2 separate regions of the Bombyx mori genome follow, and region 1 is linked to region 2. Evidence: chromatin contacts called from public Hi-C data. All regions are on one chromosome and are shown on one strand. The core of a region is the stretch at or near the end of the contact, and the rest is flanking DNA. Distances in the headings are between cores, read along the strand shown. Region 1 holds the start of LOC101742436. Region 2 overlaps LOC101742436.

What was found. A called contact is a pair of places that touch in the nucleus more often than the background predicts.
Region 1: a contact with region 2 is called in a Hi-C map of posterior silk gland, with 1.5 times the contacts expected there. The contact joins the promoter of LOC101742436 here to the enhancer-like site in region 2. A contact is called at or near these places in 4 of 7 Hi-C or Micro-C datasets (midgut, posterior silk gland and whole pupa).

The regions. Positions count from the first base shown.
Region 1 is chr24:7,872,617-7,879,624 of ASM3026992v2, reverse strand. LOC101742436 reads left to right here and starts at 5,304. Exons shown (of 7, transcript XM_062675747.1): 1 at 5,304-5,453; 2 at 5,754-5,773. LOC101742580 (methylosome subunit pICln) reads right to left here and starts at 4,714. Exons shown (of 6, transcript XM_004923103.5): 1 at 3,544-4,714; 2 at 2,470-2,610; 3 at 1,760-1,849; 4 at 968-1,101. The coding sequence starts at 3,665.
Region 2 is chr24:7,832,563-7,838,554 of ASM3026992v2, reverse strand. LOC101742436 reads left to right here. Exons shown (of 7, transcript XM_062675747.1): 3 at 2,356-2,509; 4 at 3,255-3,795; 5 at 4,301-4,363. The coding sequence starts at 2,478. Among protein-coding and RNA genes, the nearest start is that of LOC101742289, 16 kb to the right of the region's middle. Within about 2 kb of position 4,509, at least 3 of the 8 cell types and tissues checked have open chromatin away from gene starts, as enhancers often do.

The sequences.
Region 1 (7,008 bases), core at 4,055-6,554, 40 kb before region 2:
AATAAACATTTTTATTTAATTCTGAGCATTTTCATATTTTATCTAACTTTTAAACCTTCTCTGGACTTCCACAAATAATTCAAGACCAAAATTAATCAAATCGGTCCAGTCGTTCTTGAGTTTTAGCGAGACTAACGAACAGCAATTCATTTTTATATATATAGAAGAAGAAGAAGAATATAGAAGATATATTGAAGTGAAACTTCTTTAGAATCGTTAAATTTTTAGTTATTGTTTTCTTTTCAAAATTATCATGGGGGCTATAATATGAAAGATGCTAAAAAGAAGCAATTTCGTTTTTTTTTTGTGTTCTTCGCCGCGGGGTAATCAACAATTACACAAAAATATTTTTGGGGAAACAATTAAAAAAGTTACCCGACCGCTGCAATACACGAATATCGATAATTCGACGCTTGAAAGGCAAACGTGACTAAGCGACAATAACTGTTTTATACATAAATGATAGGCAATAACCATATTCGATGCGCAAAAAAATATATATATTTCTAGGTCTATTAAAAACATTTCAATCCTACAGCTAGATTCGTTAAAATAGAATTTTTTTCAGGTATTTCAACTTTAAATTAGTCTACTGTAAAGTTCACGCATTGTCGCTTAGTCACGTTTGCCTTTCAAGCGTCGATATTATAAGCCTCAATCCCTCCCCAAATCCCCGATACAATCAACAAGAAAATGAGAGAAGTGACAGACAGACACCCGGTTGAGACGTAGTTCTTTGTGCTATATACACATCTTTATGTATTTTTATTAAATAAAAAATTAAGGAGACAGTTGATTAATGTCTCAAATTAATCATTTTCATTTCATCTCATTCCATTTCACTTATTTTTCATAAAAATAAGAATATATAAATGAAATAAAACATGACTTAAAGGTCTCAGTAACCAGGTCATAAAATCCCTTAAAAAAAACATAGGTTCCTTCTCTTATCACAATACTACATCACCTTCATCAAACTCCTCTCCGTCCATGTATGGGTCATCATCCTCGACCTCATCAGCCGGATCCGGATGCAATTCTTGTCCCTGACACATGGCCGAATACATGGCTTGTAATTCGTTCTCGTTTTCTGGGATGAATCTGTAAAAATATAATCGCTTTTAGCCACTTAACGTTTCATCCTCCTACATCATAGTTTCTGTCACGGAAACTAACTTTTGTGATCTGAGTCTGGCAACTTAAGAAAAAAACACTTGTCAAAAATATGTGAAACGAATTGGCTGTAGGTTTTTAATTTTACTTAAGTTATTATTGTAAATAATAATAATAAATCCTCGATACTGCACGAATTGTGAAGGTTTCTCACTCTGGAGTCCTAACCACTGGTGGCTTGTGTCGTAGACACCGTCATCAGCGGCAATCTATTTTTATAGTGTTTTTAAAAAAATATATATTTTTAATATCTTTTAAAAAAAATATTATGTAATTAATAAGATTTTAAATAAATATAAATAAGTAATAATAATAAAATAATTTATTGCCTTTCACATTAAATAAAATAAAATACAAAAAAAAGAAAAGAAAAAATTGAGAAAAAGGCAAAAGGATGTGCTAAATACACGGTCATATGGAAGAAAATGTCATATTAATTGATAACAAGTATTTTCCCTCAAGATCCGTCAGTTTCTTCATTCTTGAGATTTTGGTTATTAGCTCAGAATTTAATCTATATGACACACAAAAACCACAGAATATATTATTTAATAAAATGTTTAGTGAATATTTCGTGCCGAGTTACCTGAGCTGTGTTATGGGTTGATCATCGACATCAAAGTCATCATCGTCGTCGGCATCAGTGGAACCTGCTTGCTGACTGAGTTCTGGTAAACTGTTGAGAAAGTTTCAGATTAGTGGCTCTGCTAGTGGCTATACTCCTCAGCATTGACAAGATAAATAGTTAAAGGCTATATATACAGAAGAATATAATTTTTATATTGTTCTAGTTGAGAACAGCTGTGAACGTAACCTGGTGTTAAATGGTTACTAAAGCCCAGATACACTTACATTACGAGATGAGGTCTTTTATTGCGTAGTATAAAAGCCCTTTCAATGTAAAATTTTGCAAATTTTAACCTACTAATACTAAATTATGTTTTATGAACATCTTCAGACATCATGCGATGTGCCAGACCTGAATTAAAGAAGCAAATCATTTTGGAGCACATAAAAGGCAAGTGTGCTGTGGGTAGAACAGAATCCAAATGGTCAGATCTGGTTGAGAAAGCGTTTGGTGGTGGTATATACCGTGCAGTCCATACCACCCATGTAACAAAACACTATGGAGGAAAGTCACATGTGGTCACAATTCTCAGCAGTTAGGGAACAATGAAGAAGAAAAATAGTAAATACTGAAGATGCAATGAAACTACATCCAATCTGTTATGTCAAAGTAAATTAGAATTACAATTATAATGTTGCCAGGAAAAACCTCAACAACAATTTTCTTACCGTAACTCATAATTAAGAACCATGTACAAGGCAGGGGATGGTTCGCGTTGTATCGCATGTAGAGATATGCTTGGATAGAGTAGATTGATGGTCGGAGCTGGATTGCCTGATGGACTAACGCCTCCGCCCCATATGACGTTGCTGTAAGCACAAAATTTATTAGAGATAATTCCCTTTTTTTATTACCCTTATAGTCAGACGAGCATACAGCCCACCTGATGGTGAGTGGTTACCGTCGCTCATCGACTTTAGCAATGCCAGGGGCAGAGCCAAGCCACTGCCTATCGTTAAAATCATTTATCGGGGAACTCACAGTTATATGAATAATATAAAAATAAGATTAAAATTTAAAAAGGTTTTTAAAGTTAAAGTTTTCTCTGTCCCCTATATCGGTCTGTCCCTATGTATGCTTAAGTCTTTAAAACTACTCAACGGATTTTGATGTGGTTTTTTTTAATAAAATAGTGATTGAAGAGGAAGGTTTTTGTGTATAATAACATCCATTAAATAGTGAAGAAATCAATAATAAATAACAGTTTCCGAAGCGAACCAAGGACGAGTCGCTAGTAATTAATAAAACATAATACTTAATAGCATGAAGCAGTAATATGTTTCAGTTTGAAGGGTGGGGCAGTCTTTCTAACTATACTGAGACCTTAGAACTCATATCTCAGGATGGGTGGCGGCATTTACGTTGGAGATGTCCATGGGCTCCAGTAAGCACTAAACACTAAAAAAAAAAGCTAAGTACATACTTGATATTGTATATAAGAGTAGGTACATGTTTTTGTCCACTAGCCCTTGGTCTTGGCACAATACTATCGATTGTCACATACTATATTGATACATGCCATATTTTATTGAACAAACAATAACAAGTGCGCTTGTATCCAATTTTATTACGCAACAAAATGATAATTCGACCTTAGTTGACAACGATTGCAGTACATACATAAATACTTATTGTAGATTTTAATTAATTTCAGTAGGTTACTAATTGGAGCTAAACACAAGTTGATATAGGTCATATAAAATTCGATATTTTCAATTGTGGAAATACAAAAAAAAACTTACTTTTCAGTGATGTACAACGTAGCTGTGCCTAATTCTTGATCATTTATGAGAAGTTTTGTAGATGGAGACTGTAGCAACACACCATCGGCCGGCTCAGCAAAATTACTTGACACAACTACCATTGTTGTACTTCAGTATATTTAAAAGAATGAACACGAGAAAAGCGTTTAACTAATTTTTAATAAATGACTTCCAGTCTCTCGGCTTATTAGTTATGAGGAAAAATAAAAACAAAGCTTTCCAACAACCACGCTTCGGGAAGGAATTCACATTTCACAGATTAGTCTAACTATTAATAGTTAAAGGATTTTTTTAAGGGATTTTATGACCTGGTAACTAAGACTTTTAGGTCATGTCTTATTATAATTACAGGTCTACCAGGATCTGATGGCAAAAAGGGAAAAAAGAAATTGACACTAGCAATATTGGGGAAATTGGAGTAAAACGTTTTGATTATTAAAGCCTTGACAGCTGTTCTGTAGTTCGCGAAGTGAGGCTTGGCACAAGCACAATTGATGGGATAGATATTAAAGCTAAACACAATAGAGACATTGATATTTCTAGCCTGGCAGCACTTTCGTTGTGATAGCTATTCTCGACACGAGAACCTTCTCATCGTGGCCGACGGTAACTATAGGTCTACCAGAATCTGATAGCAAAAAAGGGAAAAAATAGCGATTTTACAACAAAAAAAATGACATCTGTTAAAACTGAAATTTCGAGGAATTCAAATTTCCTTTAAAATGTGGCGAAAATGTCGAAGAAACCTCTTCTATCGCAAGCAAGAAATATTGTTTTCAATGTGAATGATTCAAAGAATATTTGATGAACAAGGTGCAGAACAAATACAATCATCGATATTCAGCCATGTGCAAGCGTCGACTGGTTAGTAGGAATGACACGTCTTGATACTTTGGTTTATTGCATTTTCGTGTGTATTATGTATACTAAACTTTGGTTAATTTCAGGTGTTTCTAATACTACCATAAGACGAATTGTTGCTGAAAGCAGATCTAGCAGAGGCGTATTTAGTACAAAGGTAAAAAGAGGAAAGGTGGCAAAAATACTGCGCTTTCCTCGTCTTCCTCTTCCGATGAAGATATTTTTATGGATGTGCAGTATTTGGAACCATTTAATAAATTAATTAATAAATTCGTGAACAGAGTTTTCATCTAAATTTCGAACCCCACATTCGTCACAATAAGATTTTCAAAAATTATCCTTGATCATTGCATAAACTTTTATATTTGCATGTATCACACAATCAGCCACTATAAGAAAAAAAAAGTATCAAAACGTTTTACTCCAATTTCCTATATATTGCTAGCGTCAATTTCTTTTTTCCCTTTTTGCGATCAGATCCTGGTAGACCTATATTTATGTATATTCTTATTTTTATAAAAATGATAGAAATGAAATGAAATGAGGATGATTATTTGAGACATTAATCAACTGAGATGAAATTAAATGAAAGTGAGTTGCGATTATAATCTCAGTAAAATGGTGGTCATTTACTGAGATATTTTCAGTGGACTTTTTGGAGGATCATGAGAAGTTACGTCCAGAAGCTTTGTTTCATTTTCCCACATTTGTGCACTTTCACAGATATTAAATAGTTAAGAAACCATCGTTTTTACACATTTAAACCTGAGGAAACACTAAATAGACAAAATAAAACAAATCATTCAACTTCACTCCTCGCGCTCCCGCCAAAAAGTCCTCACTGTCATAGATAACACATAATCATAGATTATACACTTAATATTTGAGTTGAGGGCTTGAGGAATGCTCGCACAATAATATTGTACTTCAAAGATTTGAAACAATAAATCTAAATTAAACTTAAAAAAATGTTATTCGTGTATTCGTTGCAAATTGAAGACGAGGTAAACAGTCGGTCTACTAAACCTGTAAGTTATTAAAATATTATGCTGCTCATTAAGATTTAAAACAGCTAAGTATACCGGAAATGCACTTAATTTTTTTAAAAATTGTAACACGAATTATAGGTAACTGCCTAAATTATAAAATATATACCTATTATATATCCAATACCCCTTAGTCAGTTAAACTGTAATTTTACTTTTTAAAAATTAAGTACCGAAAACAATTTTTTCTGTATTTAACAAGTAATATTCTTGTAAATAATAAAACATGATTAACGGGTCCTCTATTTATTAGTTAATATATTTTTTTTATATCCATTCAAGCCCCGCACGAATTTGAAGAGGTAATGGCTCAATTCAAGTATGAATGCATCCTGATCTGTAAGGTATAAATAATATACAGTATATTGTAGTTTAAAACTTTCTAGTTATTTAGTTAGTGAGTTGTATTTTTGTATTTAGCTTATAGCTACTGAATTCATTTGATTGCTAGTCTGAAGTGCCTAGCTGAGTTTCTGGAGAAGCTGATATGGTATGCTTATAATATCTATGACACAGAACATAGAAAATTGTTGGACGTCTATTTGTTGAGAACTGCCTGTTTTTACTTGAAAAATACAGATAAAACATTGTCACTTTACACCACATCAACCCCAAAAACATATCCCAGGTGTACCATAAAATTTTAAAATGTAATTAGATTTTCGGTTATACGCTAAGAACATTGAAAATTTTTGAAATTGCTATCATTTATACACACATATACACATTGGGATCAAGGAGTTTTGTTAGAATATGAGGAATCAGCATTTCACAGTATCTCAATATGTTTAATACCATAAACCCCAAAAGACTTGAATGATTGTTTGTCTTTCTTTTTAACACTCATATTAAAAATAACACAAACTTCAGCTGGATAAGTAGAAAATGTGAGACTTACAATGAAAAATAAATAATATCATTTATTTATCTGAAAACCAATCATGACTTCCCAAAGCTCAGGTATGGGCTTACTTAATAAATTAAAATACACACAACAAGGACAGCTCGAGTGAACAAACTTGCTGTCTAGGCCTTGGTCATCGGAGCACATACATAAATAGACATTACCATAAGACATAAGATCGAAGTCAAATAGGAAAAAAGCTTGTTTGTTTATATTTAAATTCATTATTTATATAGTTTTTTTTTTTTTTTTTATTGCTTAGATGGGTGGACGAAGCTCACAGCCCTCCTGGTGCTAAGTGGTTACTGGAGCCCATAGACATCCACAACGTAAATAATAGCGCGCCCAAGCACCACCCACCGTGAGATATAAGTTCCAAGGTCTCAGTATAGTTACAACGGCGAGCCCACCCTTGAAACCGAAACGCATTGCTGCTTCACGGCAGAAATAGGCGGGGTGGTGGTATCTACCTGTGCGGACTCACAAGAGGTCCTACCACCAGTTATAACTTAACGCACTGTGCTCTTGAAAGATAACAGCTAATTGTCTCTCATCATTAGCTTGTGACATCTGCTTATAACCTAAGAAGGCGAGAGATTGAAGATTAATAATAGTCTTTGTTTAGTCTAAAAA
Region 2 (5,992 bases), core at 3,260-5,759:
TTTATATATATAGATCTAGATAGCCGAGTCCCGCGATGTTACCCGCGGTTATTGTCGTACCGCGGGTAAAGCCGCGGGGCGAAGCTAGTCTAAAAAAAGTAGCCTACGTTACTCCTTATTTCATCAGATACCTATCAGTGAAAGTCTGGTCAAAATCGGTCCGGCCGTTCCAGAGATTAGCCGGAACAAATATACAGACAAACAAAAAATAAAAACATTTTGGTTTAAGTACTGTGGTATACATACTTATGCATTTAGTAAAAAGTGTTTATTTTATTATTACAAACAGATACTCCAATTTTATTTATTTGTATAGATTCATCGTGAAGTATACCTTATCATTGTATACAATTTCGCTGTTCGCATTCGTAGGAGCACAGGATAAGTCAGTCATTTCATACATAAATGTGGGTTATTATATATTGTGTCTTTAGTGCGAGTTTTTTAACGTTCTCGATAGCGTAAAAGTTAACTCAAATTTGTATCGAGTTGGAACAGCGCCCCTAGTGGCCAACGTAAGCAAACTTTCAAACTGCATAAACTTTTTTTTTTTTCTTTCGGGCCCGGGGCCGAACCTCCTACGAGGTCCCCGCGCCTAGGGGGCGCGCGGGGTATGTGAGACTCAACGATCTGCAGGTGTTGAGAGCAGATCGCGGGCCCAAGGATTTTAGGGTCCACCCACTAAACGACTCCCCTGCACTATTACACCCGACGTCCGATCTCCGTCCGGGGTCAGAACCCGTTCAGAGTAGGGGGGTTCCCGCGGTCAACACTACAACCAGACACGCGGCGCCACCCCGAGGACGCCCGACCGACGGGTCGTCGAGGCGATAGTCGAAACTGCATACAAAGTTGAGTTAACTTTTACGCTATCGAGAACGTTAAAAAACTCGCACTACACACACTGGTCACTATGATTCGCTGTGTTAGTCACAGCCTAAATATTTGATAAGCACTTAAATTACACAACTCTAATCCGGTTAATTATTCACAAAAACGAAAATAAAATACCATTTTCTGGTATAAAGTTTGCTTTTGTGGTAGTTATAGTAATAATACTCACTTTTTTTTTTAATATATTTTATTTAATTTTAATACTTTAAAAAAAACCGCGCTATGAGAGTGGGGTGTTTACGTTTACACAGTGCCACTAGATGGCACTCGAGTCATAAACAACGATCAGGTGTTTTGTACAAGCCCAGAAAAACTTAAAATGTCACGAAACTGTAAATACAATGCTGATGCATTTTGTTTCATATGTGGTCGACATGGAGTTAATAAGTACCTACAACTTGGAATAGTAACTCTATGGTGGTCAATTTATTAAAGTTCAAAAGCAAACTGTTTCATGCCATGTATTTTTTTTTCGTCTAATTACGATCTAAAATATCGAAATTTTATGCTTTGCAATCAAAGTCAATTTTGGTGTTGACCCATGTTATCGAAGCGATTAACGCCATCTATCTTAAGCTGTTGGTATTAAACACATTGTAAAACTTGTGGTGCTGATAACTCTACAATACTTCACGTTAATCAATCACGAATTAACGAGGCCTGGTAGAAAAAGAAAAGCGTGCATAGACAAAAACATATATGTACCTACCTAAATAAAAAGGCATCTTTAAATTAATATGTGAAGCTAAAACTTTGTACGCTTTTTTACGAAAATGGCGCGGACGGAGGAATATGAAATTTCTCACACTTTTAAAGAATAAACTAGATAATAAGGAACATAGAAAATAAAGAATAATAGAGAAGAAGTGCAGAATGCTAATATGTATTTTTTTTTTTAAATTACTCATAAAAATACATTAAATCATTAAAAAACATTACCATATATTTGCCACACACACGCATAAATTATACTCTTTTGTTTATTGCTTAAAGTCTGTGGTCAAATTGAGAATAGATTAGTATTATTTGTATATAGTGTAGTCTTGGCGAAATTTGTGATTATAGAAGCTTAATAAGTCTTTAACAATAGAATCATAATAGTGTACAAACTTATAATTTCAATTAATTATAGTCGAATTTCGACTACCGGGCGACCACTACTTGGGTTAAATATTCCAACTCAGAAATATGTTTAGTTTTTTTAATTTATTGCTTAGATGGGTGGACGAGCTTACAGCCCACCTGGTGTTATGTGGTTACTTGATCCCATAGAGATCGACAACGTAAATGCGCCACCCACCTTGAGATATAAGTTCTAGGGTCTCAGTATAGCTACAACGGCTGCCCCACCCTTCGAACCGAAGCGCATTACTCACGGCAGAAATAAGCAGGGCGGTGGTACCGTGCGGACTCACAAGAGGTCCTACCACCAGTAAAGTGATATCTCTGTTCTTTGCGTAGGTAAAGAAGTTCAGAAACGATGGCGCTCTATCCGGGACTCGTACACGAAGACTTACAGACAAGGAAAGTGTCTGCCGGACCAGTGCGCTCCGAACAGCAAAAGATATCAGTACCACAGGCAGATGTCGTTTCTATTGAGGGCGCTACAGAACAAGTAAGTGCTCGGGTCGTACTACTCTCGTTTGGTATTCGCGTTAAGAGCCCACGGCCCACCTGGTTTAAGGGGTTACCGGAGCCCATAGACATCTACAACGTAAATGCCGCCACCCATTTCTGCCGTGAAGCAGTAATGCGTTTCGGTTCGAAGGGCGAGGCAGCCGGTGTAGCTATCTATACTGACGCCTTAGAACTTATATCTCAAGGTGGTTGGCGCATTTGCGTTGTAGATATCAATAGGCTTCAGTAACCACTTAACACCAGGTGGGCTCTGAGCTCCTCCACCTATCTAAGCACTAAAAAATCGTATCGTTTCTTACGCTTTGCCATCTTTCAATTCAACCTGATTTGTTTCTGCGCTTTTATACGCCAGACACCACGACCCTTGGTTGGTACCAGCAGTCGAAGGTTTCGAAGTCTCTGAAAGCCGTATTACTACAATGAAACGTAAAGACCTCATCTCAAAACCGGTGCTTTTTTCCCCCTACCTATGCTGATAGCATTGAGAGGCTATATCAGCGTCGCCCTCACGTGTAGGTGAGCTCACGGAGCTCAAACCGGAGTGTTGCTAACACCGGCCCTAGCAAGAGCAGTGCCTCGCAGAATCTACCGCCGGATCGGAAACGCGACTCATTGAGAAAATCCGGCGAGAAACTCAGTGGGCTCTGTCTGTGGGTTAAACCGGTGCGATAATCACGTAATAATATCAATGAGAGTTGAACAGGAGCTATTTTCGTTCCCAGAAAGCCAAGGTACTCCCAGGACAAATACGAGTCATTCTCCGAAGTGTCCAACTCGCCGCAACACGCTCCGCCCGAGGACGTCATCCCCAAGATCAAAACCGAGGTCATCGATAAACCGCTCGACCTAAAAACCAAAGCGGAGGTCACCGATAGACCGGACACCGTGGACAAATGCAACCAAACCGTCATAGACAAGAACCCGTCGTTGGAGATCAAGATCGACGCTAACTCAATCTTGCCCGACGACCACTTCGACGACGACAAACTCTTCATGAACTCCCTGATACCGTTGTTCAAGAAGATGAGCGACGACACCAGACTCCTGTGCAGGATCGAGGTGCTGAAGATCATACGATACGCCTTGCAAGGGCACAAGTGCTTCGAAGCTCTGAAGGTGGCCGAAGACAGCTTCTTCAGAGACAGAATGAGCGGGATCCTGGCAAAGCAGGAGGTGGACGTGGCGACGTCGAAGGGCGCGGAAACTAGGCTGTCGATGACGACGCGTTCGGCTGATGGCAGCAGACCAGTTAGGAAACGGAGGGTGGGTCCTTAAAACTAAGATTTATATTTGAAGGAGTTTAGATTTCACCCGGTGTTAAGTGGTTATCGGAGCCCCCAAACATTCCATCGTAAATTTCTTACCTTAAGACGAGATTACAAGTCATAATTGTGTCATGTACCCATTGCCTTCATATTGGAAGGCATGACTGCTTTGCAGCATAAATAAGCAAGGTGGCGGTATCTGTATATTATATCCAATTTTTTTTTATTGCTTAGGTGGGTGGACGAGGTCACAGCCCACCTGGTGTAAAGTGGTTGTTGGAGTCCATAGACATCTACAACGTAAATACCGCCATATACCTTGAGATATGAGTTCTAAAGTCTGAGTATAGTTACAACGGCTGCCTCGCCCTTCAAACCGAAACGCATTACTGCTTCACGGCCGAGATAGGCAGGGCGGTGGTGCCTACCCGCGCGGACTCTCAACACGTCCTACCACCAGTATCTGTACGTTGTCTTAATCATTTGTCGTTTTCAAATTCTAGACGCGGTCGCCATCGCCGCTTCCAGTTACCACCAAGAGACGTGGGCCAGGACGTCCGAGGAAGGTGAGCGCTTTGGACTTACAGATTTGTTGCGGAAACGTATAAGTCGTCGGTATCTGACTGGACTCGGTCCCCTGGATGATGTGTGTGGAGACCGTTGATGCTGTCCTAGTGTGCGGCGGGCGTCCTAACAGCACTGGGTCCTAACACGATCTGATCCCGGGACAGGTCGAAGATCATACACAATAGGCGATCTTGTAACTGCGTGCGATATTTCCTAGACAATCGCCGAACAAAACCCCCGTGGTTCGTCAGGAACGTCGACCTTCACGACGACCTGGACCTAGAGCCCATCAGTAAGTATCTACAGTCGGCATCAATGCGTCATTTCGATAAAGCGGCACGACACGAGAACCCTCTCATCGTGGCCGCCGGTAACTACATTCCTGATCCTACGGACGTCATTTCGGATCCTCCCGATCCATTAACGGTGCTTTTAGGTAGCTCAAGCCTCGAGCCGGTCATCGTCCTCGTCGAACCTGTCACTTGCGACGAAGGACTCGACGAGTAAATTAACCCAACAGACACAGCCCACCGAGTTTCTCGCCGGATCTTCTCAGTGGGTTGCGTTTCCGATCCGGTGGTAGATACTGGGAAGCACGGCTCTCGCTAGGGTCAGTGTTAGCAACGTCGTCAGGTTTGAGCCCCGTGAGCTCACCTACTAGCCCGGCGACGCTGACATAGTCTCTGTAGATCATTAGCTTAGGTAGGAAAAAAACCCAACAAAACAAGATATTTCGAGATGAGTAGGCGATGCAAGCTTTTCGCAAGCTTTCCGTGCGTTCGATTCAAACGTTCATGTGATGAATAGATTTGTTTGGCTCTCAGTCTGTGTGTTTATTATCTTATATATTATGCATATATTTAAACGTGTATACGTTTGTATATCATTTTTACTGGTGGTAGGACCTCTTGTGAGTCCGCACGGGTAGGTACCACCGCCCCGCCTATTTCTGCCGTGAAGCAGTAATGCGTTTCGGTTTGAAGGGCGGGGCAGCCGTTGTAACTATACTGAGACCTTAGAACTCATATCTCAAGGTGTGTGGCGCATTTACGTTGTAGATGTCTATGGGTTCCAGTAATCACTTAACACCAGGTTGGCTGTGAGCTAGTCCACACATCTAGGTAATAAAAAAAAAACAATCTCCGATTCCGGTAGATACCTTTTTAGGGGCCAGGTTACCGCGTGTGACTTGACCGACCCCCTCCTTATTTTTATTGTTATTTTTAAAATTCCACCATAATCCCATAAGTTCAACCGGCAGTAGGACTTGCTGGAGACACACGCACACCTGGGAGTCCTCATTCTCTCACGTATGCATTTCGCGCTGATGTCACATTATAAAGAAACCCGAGCGATCGTATTACCGATTACCCGTAATCGTAATGCAGTTACCCGGTGTATAATATTTCGCTGCCTCCGTAAACAGTCCGCCGTGTATTCGTTCTTTAGGAAACTTACATTGTCAACTATACATCCATATAGTAAATTGAAAAGGATTATATTTGAAAAGCTTTTGACGGAACACGCGAGTTTATACATTTAGTGAAAGTAAAAAACTTTATTGAAATCACATAATGACTTAAAATTAACATGAAAGGAAAAGTACTTATACATACTACAAATACGTC